2 separate regions of the Mus musculus genome follow, and region 2 is linked to region 1. The links are chromatin contacts, called in public promoter capture Hi-C maps. All regions are on one chromosome and are shown on one strand. The core of a region is the stretch at or near the end of the contact, and the rest is flanking DNA. Distances in the headings are between cores, read along the strand shown.

Evidence for each region. Promoter capture Hi-C pulls out the DNA fragments that hold promoters and counts their contacts.
Region 2: a promoter capture Hi-C map of pre-B cells shows a contact between it and region 1, with 2.3 times the contacts expected there. The contact joins the promoter of Rab29 here to the enhancer-like site in region 1. A contact is called at or near these places in 4 of 39 promoter capture datasets (the C10 cell line, HPC-7-derived erythroid cells, liver and 1 more) and 1 of 9 other capture datasets (liver).

The regions. Positions count from the first base shown.
Region 1 is chr1:131,114,442-131,120,568 of GRCm38.p6, forward strand. It overlaps Gm51643 (a long non-coding RNA gene), which reads left to right. Exons shown (of 2, transcript XR_003947991.1): 2 at 1,109-1,466. Among named protein-coding and RNA genes, the nearest start is that of Gm51643, 4.7 kb to the left of the region's middle. Within about 2 kb of position 2,455, at least 38 of the 459 cell types and tissues checked have an H3K27ac peak or open chromatin away from gene starts, as enhancers often do. A contact at or near this core is called in pre-B cells, where this site is marked.
Region 2 is chr1:131,864,481-131,870,607 of GRCm38.p6, forward strand. It overlaps Rab29 (RAB29, member RAS oncogene family), which reads left to right and starts at 2,797. Exons shown (of 6, transcript NM_144875.2): 1 at 2,797-2,930; 2 at 3,039-3,295; 3 at 5,453-5,524. The coding sequence starts at 3,172.

The DNA.
Region 1 (6,127 bases), core at 1,205-3,704:
ACAGACTTAAGCTGAAGACAGGCCTTGTACAGTTTCTGTGGAGAATAGATGAAACTTCTAGAGACAGGGCATCCTGAGAGCTGCACAACTCTGTGCTACTCAGGGCAGATTCGTGCCCTGTAAAACAACGATAAAGCTCATGTTATATGTTTTGCTATAGCAAAAAAGAAAAAAATGTTGAAAGTAACCTCAAAAATTAACTTTAAAATTTGTATTACATTTGTATCTATTTCTTGTGTGTGTGTGTATGTGTGCATACAAATACGGACATACATAAGCCACAGGTGCACATACATGAGCCACAGCACACATGTGGAGTTAGAAAACAGCTTTCTGGGATCTATTCTCTCCTTCTATCCTATGGGATAGATGGGATCAAATTCACGTTGTCAGGTTTGGCAGCAAGTGCCTTAACCTACAAGCCATCTCAACAACCTGAAGTCAATGCTTTAAAACTTGTAATATACTATGCAATTCTACTTTCAAACATACGCCTACTGGAGAGGGGAGTGGAGTGGGGGGGGGAGCATGGGACGGAAGGTGGGGGAGGGGACACTAAGAAAGGGGAGAGAGGAAAGAAGGGGAGATGAAGAGGGAGGGGGAAGGAAGGGGGAGGAGGAAAGGGGGAGGAGGGGAGGAAGGTATGGGAGGGTGGGGAAGGAGAAGAGGGGTGGGAAGGAGGGGAGGGAGAAGAATGAGAGGAGGGAAGAAAAAGGAAGGGGGAAGACAAAGGAGGCAGGAGGATGAGGGGAGGAGGAGTGAGCAGGGAAACGGGGAAGAAGAGGAGCAGAGGGGAGGACTCTCTGCCATTTCTGGTGCCTGAAAGCAATAGCTAGACCTTGGTCTGCAAGCTCAAAAACAAAAGAAACTCAGCCACAGAGTGTCTACCTAAAGGAGAACATGAATTGGTTCCACAGGGTTGTTTCTCATCCATGGCACCCAGTATCTGGCAGATACAGGATTCCATCTAGTGAGAAGTCTAAGGACAAACCTCCAGGATGAGGATGGCTCTGTGGTTGTAAGAACCATGGCAAGTGGGCACAGACATCTTGGAGTGTCTTCACAGTTTATGTGCCACAATCCCAGGTCCCTCGTCCTTTCCTGACAGCCAACCTTGGACAGCCGGTAAAGTAATGCGTGATCGGGTTGAAAGAAGGCTGTCACCCAGGAGGAGCATGGAGTACAGGACCAGGCATGAATGCCAGAGATGCTGGCTTTGAGCAGAGAAGACCACTCCCTGGCATCAGGACCAAAAGCAGAGCTCTCGGTCAGTGGTTAATATCCTTCCTCCCAGCCTCCCCAGAGCATGGGTATGGAATCTAGCAATTCTTCAGGTTCCAGCTAAGCTGCACGAAGGTGTTACAAAAGGCCATTTCTTCTCCTTGGAGGAGAGCCAAAAGGAAAAGTGACACACACAGCCTTCATCCTGGAGTCAATGAAATCATAGCTCACATGAGCCTGCAAAATGAGAAAAATGCCCTTGGCTTGGGACTAACCATCAATGAGGGGCGGAGGGGGAAAAGAAGGGAAGAAAGGGGGAGGGGAAACTAGAAAGAGCTGAGATCGATCCTTAATTCACACATCAGGCTCATATTCGTTTGTTTGGAGTTTTGGGAACAAACTGTATCACATAGAGAATGGCTGAATAAACTAATGAAGTGCGTCTGGTAAGCTTATCCCTATGTGCACCACCAGGGGGAGCACTTGTTCCACACCGCTGGTCTTTTATGCACTATGAAGCCGCTGGTTAAGGGCATAAATTCTGGGTTCTAAGGGCCTTTTTTTTTTTTTTTTTTTTTTTTTTTTTTAAAGATTTATTTATTTATTATATGTAAGTACACTGCAGCTGTCTTCAGACACTCCAGAAGAGGACATCAGATCTTGTTACAGATGGTTGTGAGCCACCATGTGGTTGCTGGGATTTGAACTCTGGACCTTCGGAAGAGCAGTCGGGTGCTCTTACCCACTGAGCCATCTCACCAGCCCTCTAAGGGCCTTTTAACACCACCACCACCACCACCCCTTTTGTCCAAGAGCTGCCTGATTTTACTTTGTGCACGTCACCCTGTTTTCAGATAAGGAAAATATCTGACCCCGGGGAACTGGCAGTTTCTCCCACTCTTAAGGGCTCCAGAAATAGAGTCCTCACCTCACTTGGCGGCAATCCCAACCCTTTCTTGCTGTGGGATGTTTCCTGTCCACAGACCCCTAAGACGGGAGCTAGACAAGCAGGTGCCTCCACAGGGACCACACATTCGAGCCTGAGGAGGAAGTAGCCTGCTTTCCCGAGGCCTGGAGCCTCTTCTCTGCCCCTGCCCCAGCCGCAGACCCCCTACCAACCCTCCTCACCCACCAGCTCTCCCCAGTGCCTGGCCAGCACCTAGGAGCAACAGCCAGACTGTGGTCCCCGCAGGCTGCAGCGTGCCTTTGTCTGGGCTCACAAAAACCACATTTAGAACCGACTCCCACTTCTGATGCCCCCAGCGCATCTGTCTTTGCTTCGTTCCATCTGGCGATCTCAGAGGAATGGCTAATTAAATTGAAATGAGCTGGCCTATTTTTAGTGTTCTTCAGCTATCAGGCCTGGGGGGAATAGCCACAACGTTTGGAAAAGAACACCAGGAAGACTGAAAATCTCTGGAGCTGCATGCTGTTTCTAGGATTATCAGCTCCCAAGTCCCACCTGCCTCGGCAGGGTCCATCCGGTTCTCCTGTTGTCCTGTTTGAGGATGGGGCCAAAGTTGGAGGAAGGACGCTATGATTTAGATACAGCTTAGGTGTGGCACCTCCTGTGTTGCGAGTCTAGTAAGGTAACGGGCGGGCGCCGAGACCTTGAGAGAGTGCACTTGGATCACTGATGCTGTGTCTTCAGCTGCTTTCACAAACCCCTCATTTGGTCTAGTGTGAGGTCATTATGAACAGGCAAGACGAGCCTCGGCCCTAGGTGCTGTCTAATCAATACATCTCTCTGTCTCAAAGTCACAACTGTAATGGAGCTAACTCACCCAGGAGTGTCAGCCAGAAGCTCAACATACAACACTGCCCTGCTCCCTGACTTACAGCTCCCCCATTTATAAAGTTCACAGCCTCCCTCATTTTCCTATAGTACCTGAAAGTGACTAGTAAACAGGCTTCCTGGGTGCTCTTGATCCACCTCATCCTAGAACCAGAGACACATTCAGCTCAGTGAGCCTTGACAGCTTGATGCCAAGTCAGAGCTGTGATGAGCTTTAGATGACAACAGGTTTGTGCAGAGAGGAGGTGAGGAAGGGGAGGTGAGAGGTGGGGTGTGGTAGAGGTGAGGATGGGGAGGTGAGAGGTGGGGGGTGTGGTAGAGGTGAGGATGGGGAGGTGAGAGGTGGGGGGTGTGGTAGAGGTGAGGATGGGGAGGTGAGAGGTGGGGGGTGTGGTAGAGGTGAGGAAGGGGAGGTGAGAGGTGGGGGGTGTGGTAGAGGTGAGGATGGGGAGGTGAGAGGTGGGGGGTGTGGTAGAGGTGAGGATGGGGAGGTGAGAGGTGGGGGGTGTGGTAGAGGTGAGGATGGGGAGGTGAGAGGTGGGGGTGTGGTAGAGGTGAGGAGGGAGAAGAGAGAGGTGGGGTATGTGGTAGAAGTGAGGATGGGGAGGTGAGAGGTGGAGGTGTGGTAGAGGTGAGGAGGGGGGGTAAGAGGTGGGGTATGTGGTAGAAGTGAGGATGGGGAGGTGAGAGGTGGATCCCATCCCAGGTCCTGGATGGTACTTGTGCAAACATTGCTTCCTGCTAGTGAATTGGAAAAGCCATCCCTCTACTGCCACGTTAGGACCCCCTCTGGTTCCTTGTCTGCACAACCGACGTGCTCCTTACTTGGAGGTATGTTGTTTGATGCAAGCTAAACCCCTCTCCAGCTTCTCTTCCTCCTGCGTCCTCTGCTCTGGCCACTCTTTGTCACATTTTTAAAGTTTTGTTATTTGGTTTAATTGCACACATACACTGGGGAGGGGGTCTTTGTGGGTGTACAGTCACGTGAGAGATGGTGACCCTGAGGCCAGAGGCACCGGAACTTGAGTTTTAGGAGGTTGTGAGCTGTCTGACACGAGGAATTGAAGACCAGTCCTCAGCAAGAACAGTACACCCTCTTAAACCCTGAGCCTTCTCTGCAGCTCCGGAGCGTTTTTTTTTGCTTTTTGCTGTTCCTACACATTTCAAGTTGTGTGTCAGGAATTCCCTTCCTTGCATGACAAATCCTTCTCGTTAAGGGCACTACTCGGCAGTCACCTGCCTGAGGCTATTAGTCACTCCCGCCTCTGTGGTTTTCTAAAAGTTTGCTCAGACTAATATTAGACCTTATCAAACACATCCGACTTCTATGCCTACGTGGGATAAGGGCTTGCTGCGAGTGGGAGGTGTGTTCAGCCCATGGAGCTGAACTTCCCAGGCTTATGAATCCAGTGAATTCTTACTGTTGCGTGAAGATGAGAGAAAGTGAAATCGGGTTCTTTATTCTTCTGGGTCCCCACACAGCCCAAAGACGGCAGGGCCTCCTTCCTCCACCAGAGTGAAGCTTTGGCGAGTGGGCAGCCCTCTCTTACATCCTCACCCACAGCCAGGGCTCCTCAGGATTCCAACAAACTCTCTCTCTTCCTTATGTGCTTGGCCCTTGGGCGCATCAGGGTGCCTATTTTTTTTAAGATTTATCTTATTTCTATCTATGTGTGTGTGTGTATCTGTGGACACACTCAAACACTGTACACACACAGGTACATGCATTTGTGTGTCAGTGCCAGAGAAGACCAGAAGAGGGAGTCAGGCCCCTGGCATTATAAGCCAACGTGAGCCACCCAATGTGGATGCCAACACAGGTGCCAGGAGGAGAACTCTGTTCCTCTTTGAGAGCAGCAAGTCACCAGCTGTCACCCCTCCAGCCCCTTCACTATTCCTTAAGGGTTTCCTATCCTGGTCCACATTCTATAGTCTCTGAGCTGCCCCCTCTTAGGGATTAGGCCCAGTATCTACAGGGCATCTTCCACACTCTACCCAGCTCCATTCCACAGACTCCACATAACCTGCTCCATACCATCCATGGGCCCTCCCTTGCCTCTGACAAGTTTATTGATTATACCCCAGGACCTCGTGTCCCTCAGTCTGCCTATGTCCCAGACCTCCACTTAACCCTTAAATCTCCAACTCAAGAAAACAGGCATTTGTCCCTAGCCTTAGACACAATCTCCATGAAGTGTTAGAATAGTTCCTAAAATATCAAATTATTCTTTTCCTCTCCTTCAATACTTTCCTTGCCAGATACATATGCAAACATCAGGGATTTGACCGTTACATTTGTTTTGTTTGGATTTTTGATGGGAAAGTGGGGCGAAGGCCCAGTCTAACTTGAAAAATCCAACCTTCTGGTAAGGAACTGGACAATGGGCCCTGACTTTTCATGCGTGACCTCTGTGCTAGCCATGGCTCCTTTAAAAAATACACACACACACACACACACACACACACACATATATATACATATATATATATATATGTACACCTTAGCTGTCTTCAGACACACCAGAAGAGGGTGTCAGATCCCATTACAAATGGTCGTGAGCCACCATGTGGTTGCTGGGACTTGAGATCGGGACCTTCAGATGTGCAGTCAGAGCTATTACCCGCTGAGCCATCTCGCCAGCCCTAGCCATGGCTCCTTGAATCTACTGCAGCACTGCCCCCTTGCTCTCGGCCTTCCGTTCCATAAGGCTCATCACCCTGTAGAGAGCAGCTTCTCTGTCTCTCCGAGACCTCCAGCCACTATCCAGCCAACCCACCGCGTGCAGGGCAACGCACAGCATGCTGGCATTCCTGAGGTGCGTGGCTCTTGCCAGGAGGAACCCAGCAGTGGGCCTCTGTTCCCAAGGCTCCTTCCCCAGCAGCTCAGTGAACCCCGGACGAGGGCTTCAGCTTTTGAAATCATTTAACCTAGTTCCGGGTCTTCAGTACAAAGACTGAAGATAACACCTCCTGGGAGCCTCTCACGGTGAGCTGTCCTAGATTCCCTAAAGAGGTAGGCTGAAAACAGAGGCCCAGAAAGAGAAGTGTCCACCATCCTGAGGCCCAGGAGGGGCCAGAGAAGGCGAGAGTGTCCATTTGCTGAAGATAGGT
Region 2 (6,127 bases), core at 1,547-4,046, 750 kb after region 1:
GAGGACTTCCCAGTCTGTGTACATTCAGAGATGATGCACCTAACCCTCAAGAGACTGGAAGCCCAAGGGAGTTTAGAGGTCAGGTGGGGTAAGGGTTGGGGGCATCCACATGGAGACGGGGTGGGGTGGGGAAGAGGTGTGGGATGTGAAGCAGTCAGTGGAGGGGAGATGGGGGTGGGGCTGGGAATGGAATATGGAGTGTAAAAAATAAATTTAAAATAAAATAAAAAAGAATAAGGATGTGGTGACTAACTTTTTAAAAGGAGTGATTGAGGTGAATGGATGTATATAAAAAGAATTAATAGCCGGGCGTGGTGGCACACGTCTTTAATCCCAGCACTCGGGAGGCAGAGGCAGGCAGATTTCTGAGTTCGAGGCCAGCCTGGTCTACAGAGTGAGTTCTAGGACAGCCAGGGCTATACAGAGAAACCCTGTCTCGAAAACAACAACAACAACAACAACAAAGAATTAATAATGCTCCAAATATGAATTCTACATGAAAGATGAGGCTAACGGCTGCCACCCTTAATGATGGAAGAGATGAGGAAGGAGTTTTTGCAGTGATGTGTAAAAGGAAGGCTGCGGTGGATCTGCACAAGTGGAGGTTCCTTTCTCAATACTGAACATAATTATTTGGAAATAAAGAACAAATAAAGTGGGCTGGAGAGATGGCTCAGCAGTTAAAAGCACTGATTGCTCTTCCAGAGGTCCTGAGTTCAATCCCCAGCAACCACATGCTGGCTCACAACCATCTGTAATTGGGTTCGATGCTCTCTTCTGGTGTGTCTGAAGACAGCAACCATAAAATAAATCTTTAAAAAAATATAAAGCTGGGCGTGGTGGTGCATGCCTTTAATCCCAGCACTCAGGAGGCAGAGGCAAGCGGATTTCTGAGTTCGAGGCCAGCCTGGTCTACAAAGTGAGTTCCAGGACAGCCAGAGCTACACAGAGAAACCCTGTCTCGAAAAACAAACAAACAAACAAAAACAAAAACAAAAAACAAAAAATATATATATAAAGAACAAATAAAGTGAAAACAGATATACTTGAAGCCATGACTTAAAGACTATAGAATAATTAACCCAGAGACCAATCCTTAGGAAATGTTTAAAGGGATAGGATAGGGAGATCCCAGAAAAGAAAATTTAAAAAGTGATCACCAGAAGAAACAGCAGCACAGAAGCACAAGGCAATAAATGCCAAAGAGTGTTGAACAATGGCAAAGCAGTAACAACTAACGCAATCCTTAAAGGTGAGTGGAGGAGAGAGGACTGGCAAACGTGGTGATTAGAACAAAGAACATCGAGGGGGGGGAGTTATATGGAAATGTTGTAATGGAAGGTATTACTTTGTTTACTAACTTTAAATTTCCAGTTTTTAAGAGAGAGGAAGGGAGAGAGTAGTGGAAGAAACCAGCCCCAAATGTGTACGAGCTTGCGCACATGAGCACACACACAAAGCTGCATACTGTGTGCATGCATTCCAGTGGAGGGAGTAGAAGCAGAAACAGAAGCAAATGGATCTGGAGCTCAAAGCCAGCCTGGGCTACATAGACTCTGTCGAAAGGAAAAAAGAAAGAAGAGAAGGAGAAGGAGGAGGGAGAGGAGGAGGAGGAGGGCTGGAGATGTAGCTCCGATGGTAGAGGACTTGCCTAGCATGCCTGGATTTACTCTCCAAAACTACAAAACTGGATGTTGTTACAATTGAACCACAAGTTCTATGGTCTACTGTCAGAAGTTGACACCAACTTAGGCTACAGAAAATCCTCTCTCAAACAAAAAACAAACAAACAAACAAACAAACAACAACAAAACAGCCAAAAGGGGAAAAAAGTGAAGCTTATTCTACTAGCCACAATTTCTAGCTAAAGGACAGGCAGGACAGAAAAATTACAGGTAGGAAAAGTAAAAATATTTGCCAATCATTTTATGAGTATTCAGAATTAATAGCAGCAACAAAAGGAAATGTCCTGGTGCTCAAACGCTATGCGTGGCTGGTGTAAGAAATGTGGAAGTGTCAATGAGGAACTATCTCTTGTTTATTCTGCATTGTTATTGCTATAGCTAGTTATTAAGTGTTGTAACTTTTGACATAGATTTTTTTTAAAAGGTTGATCTTTTGGGTCAAATGTCCCCAAATGTGCCTGTTATTGGTCATATGGAAAATTTGACCTTGTCTTTACAAGGCTCGAGATTTGACTCTGTAGTTAAGACAACAGGAAATGGACTTCACTTGGAACTTGGACATTTATCTTTGTGTTATAAAACCTTTAAAATATGGCTAATAAGAAAGGCCGTCTAGAAATCTTTAAAATGTGATTTTAAGAAAACATCTGGGGGAAAGATTTAGACAGGAGAGATCATGGTCTACGTAGTTCAGGGTGACCCAAAGTTGCTTCCAATCTCTTGTCTTGCTCTGGGGAGAGGAAGTGGTGGGGTTAGGGGTCCTTGAACACACTTGTTGCAGAAGACGATGGATGAACTAGGGTTTTATGATCCTCCTATTTCCATCTCCCCAAGGCCTGGATTGCAAACCTGTGCTTCGACGCCAAACTTTAGAATTGTTTTTAAATAGATTTCTAAATTCTTTAAAGTTTGAAAACCTTAAAACTTTTATGTAAATTTGCTCAAGATAGCTAGGAAACTACATTTCCCAAGAGTGTACGTGGCAAGTCGCCACACTGGTCTGGTCGCTTTACCAAGAGGCACACTGGGAAATGTAGTTCTCCGAGCAGTGGGGCTCACAACGTTTTTGACGGAAGACTGGGAAGTGCGCCGCCAGTGGCAGGACGGGGACCGGACAAGGACTCTGCACAACCTCAATTTTGTGTGTGCGGTCCGAGAAAGGGTCTAAGTCATCTGTACTTCTCTAAGCAAGGTGCTGGCCACGGTTCAATGCTGGCGAGCGACTCGGAGGTCCCTGAAAGGAAGGTGCCAATCGCGGAGGGTCGAGCTGGTACCCGCCCCACCCAGGCTGCGGCCGCGCGGGGAGGAAGCGCGCACAGGCCGAGTGCAAAAGTTTCCTTTTCTGCTTTCCAGTCAGAGAAGCTTCAACCAACCGAGGGTGGAGATGCCTGACTTCAATTGGAAGAGAACCCGGGAGCCAAAGGGGTTGAAATAAGCGACTTCCCGGAAAAACAAACTATCAAAAAACCTCTCCCCACCACTAGCCATGGGCAGCCGAGATCACCTGTTTAAAGTGCTGGTGGTGGGGGACGCCGCCGTTGGCAAGACGTCTCTGGTCCAGCGCTACTCCCAGGACAGCTTCAGCAAGCACTACAAGTCCACCGTGGGAGGTGAGCGGTCACGGGTGACTAGGAGCAGGGGTCGAGGCTCGCAGCCGGTAGCCTCTGGGTACCGAGGTTGCCTCTAAGGGGTCCCCAGCCTACCTACAAAGATAGGGCCAAAGTATACAGGTGAGAGATGGTGAAGGGGTCTGAGCCGGGGACTATTCACCGCAGAGAGCAGAGCCCTCCCGCAGCCATGCGCTGCCCAGAGCAACTTCTCCAGTCAGCAAAGTCAGCTGAGTCCCGGTTCAAGTGCAGGCTGGGGCAGTTACCCTGCTTCCTACCAGCATCCGACGGGTGTTGAGGAAAGAACCCCGTTACCTTAGGAGGAAAGCCCAGGAGCTAAGCAGTCAGAGGTGTGGGGAAGACTGGAGGACAGATTCCGGTCAGGTCTGATGAGCCCTATGGTGTCATTAGTGAACTGAGTGGGAAATGTGAGGAATTCACGAAAGAATGTGAAATACCCTCGAGTGGCCTGTCGTCTTCTCTTGCACTGGGGAAGGCAGGGAGGAAGAGAGAAAGAAGCACTAAAAGTAAATTCATTTCTTTCCCAGTGTGGCCTTTGGACTCTGCTGAACTGTCCACCTGTCGGTCTGTCTACCCCAAACACACAGACACAGACACAGATACACACAGACACACACACACCTCCACCACCACCACAAGGAGAAGGTAGTTAACAAGGTTACAGTAATGTGAAAGAATAAAATTACATTTGTTTTTTTTATTTTGTTTTGTTTGAGACAGGGTTTCTCTGTATAGCCCTGGCTGTCCTGGAACTCACTCTGTAGACCAGGCTGGCCTTGAACTCAGAAATCTGCCTGCCTCTGCCTCCCAAGTGCTGGGATTAAAGGCATGCGCCACCACGCCCAGCACATAAAATTACATTTGTACCAACACAGATTTACATGTGAAAGTTTTTTTATTAACTCTTTTCTTTGAAATGAAAACTTTATAGAATATTTCAAAAACTGTTTCCTGACTACTTTGCCCACCACTCCTAAATACAAGTCCTTATTTCATGGATTTTGGGTTAAAAATGTCCTGTGAATTAATTTTTACCAGTGGACTGTTTTCCGACAGTATGAACATACTGATTCTGGCAAGTTTTGTTTGTTTTTCCCAATGTTTATTATAAATTCTCCCTCGTTTTCACTTCTGTCACAGATGTAGAAGAAAGAATATGTTTCTGAACTGAAATTATTCTGTGTTTCTCCTTAACAAGTAGCTTTTCCAGCATAGTGTGGTTGTCTCTACCTTTAATTCTAGCATTCAAGAGGTTGAGGCAGGAGGATCTCAAGTTGGAGCTAGGCTCTACTATCCGACTTTGGGAGGTTCCCCTGGAATAGCTGTTCAGTCCAACCTCATGGAGTTTCAGCATCTGCAGACCCGTGGGGGATTCAGCACAGCTCTTAAGCAGCATCCATGTCTCAACCTCTGCCATCTTGTTCATTTAACCAGTACCTGCTGGACATATACCATAGCCTTAAGGAGGATACAGAGGTTTTCACTGTATTTTCTCATAATACTGTTTGATTAGATACTAACAGTGAAGTTAAGATGGAAGATACAAAGCTAACCACCTTACCTTCCTTTCCTCCATCTCCCCCACCATTCTTTCCTTGAGAACCCCCCACTTAAAAAACATCCCAGAAACCATTTAACCTGAGAACAGGAATAATGGTCATAACCATGCCCATAACTTTCTTGATCCTAGCCAAGGAGATAATCAGTGTGAAATAATTTGATCTGAGAGAGGAGAAAACACTGAAGACCGTTTGGAGAGTACGGATTATGTGTCCCAACACAAATGTACCATGGGGGCTCCTCTCCATCGCCAGAAGGTTTAAACCTAATTGGAGTGTTGTGATCCTGGGGTTGTCACTGTATATTTATTTGATCTGAGCTTGTGCTAGGACTAAAAAAAAAAAAAAAAAAAAAAAAAAAAAAAAAAAAAAACCATTTACTGTGTGTGTGTGTGTGTGTGTGTGTGTGTGTGGACATGTATTCTGTGACATACTTGTGGAAGTCAGAAGCCAGTTTATAGGCTTGGGCTATAGGGATTTAACTTGGGTTGTCAGGGTTAGCCACAAATGCCTTCATCTCACTCTCAGAACCATCGTAAAGACATGTTTTTGTTAAAGTACAATATTCATATATTTTCAGTGGATTTTGCTCTCAAGGTTCTCCAGTGGTCTGACTCAGAGATGGTGCGGCTGCAGCTCTGGGATATTGCAGGTAAAATGGGAAAACCAGGCAGTAACAAGGGGAGAAATTATTTACCCAGCAAGCTGTTTGGGGGGCGGGGGGAGGGGGGAATGAATATGGAATGGCAAAGCTGACTTTTTTTCCCCCTGAAGCTACAAGTTTGAGCTGCTCTGAGCTTTTGGGATGATTTTGGAGACATATTGCTCCAAAGACAAAGAGACATAGTGCCATCTGTGCGTGGGTGGAAAGCCTCTAAGGTGGTGGATGACCCAGAGGTGGATGTCCCCCAGTGGCAGAGGAGGCGCCAGATCTTCAGCCGACTTTACTGAGAAACAAGATCTCCAGCAAATAGAGGCAGTGATAATGATGAACCCTTGTTATAGGCTGCTCTTCATACTTCAAATTTACTGGTTCACTAGCCCTGTTGTGAAAGCCTTTATCTTACTCTACACATGACACATCTGAAGTCCTCAACTGGATCTTCTTAAAGTCACACAGTTAGCAAGTGGCAGACAGGGTTTTGGACATCACAGTTTGGATACAAACTCTGCAGTGGCTAATCAAAGGGTCAGAGGGGAAGGAAGGGGTGGGGCCTTCAATACCATATATGCAGATGTCCTACCTCCGGTGAAG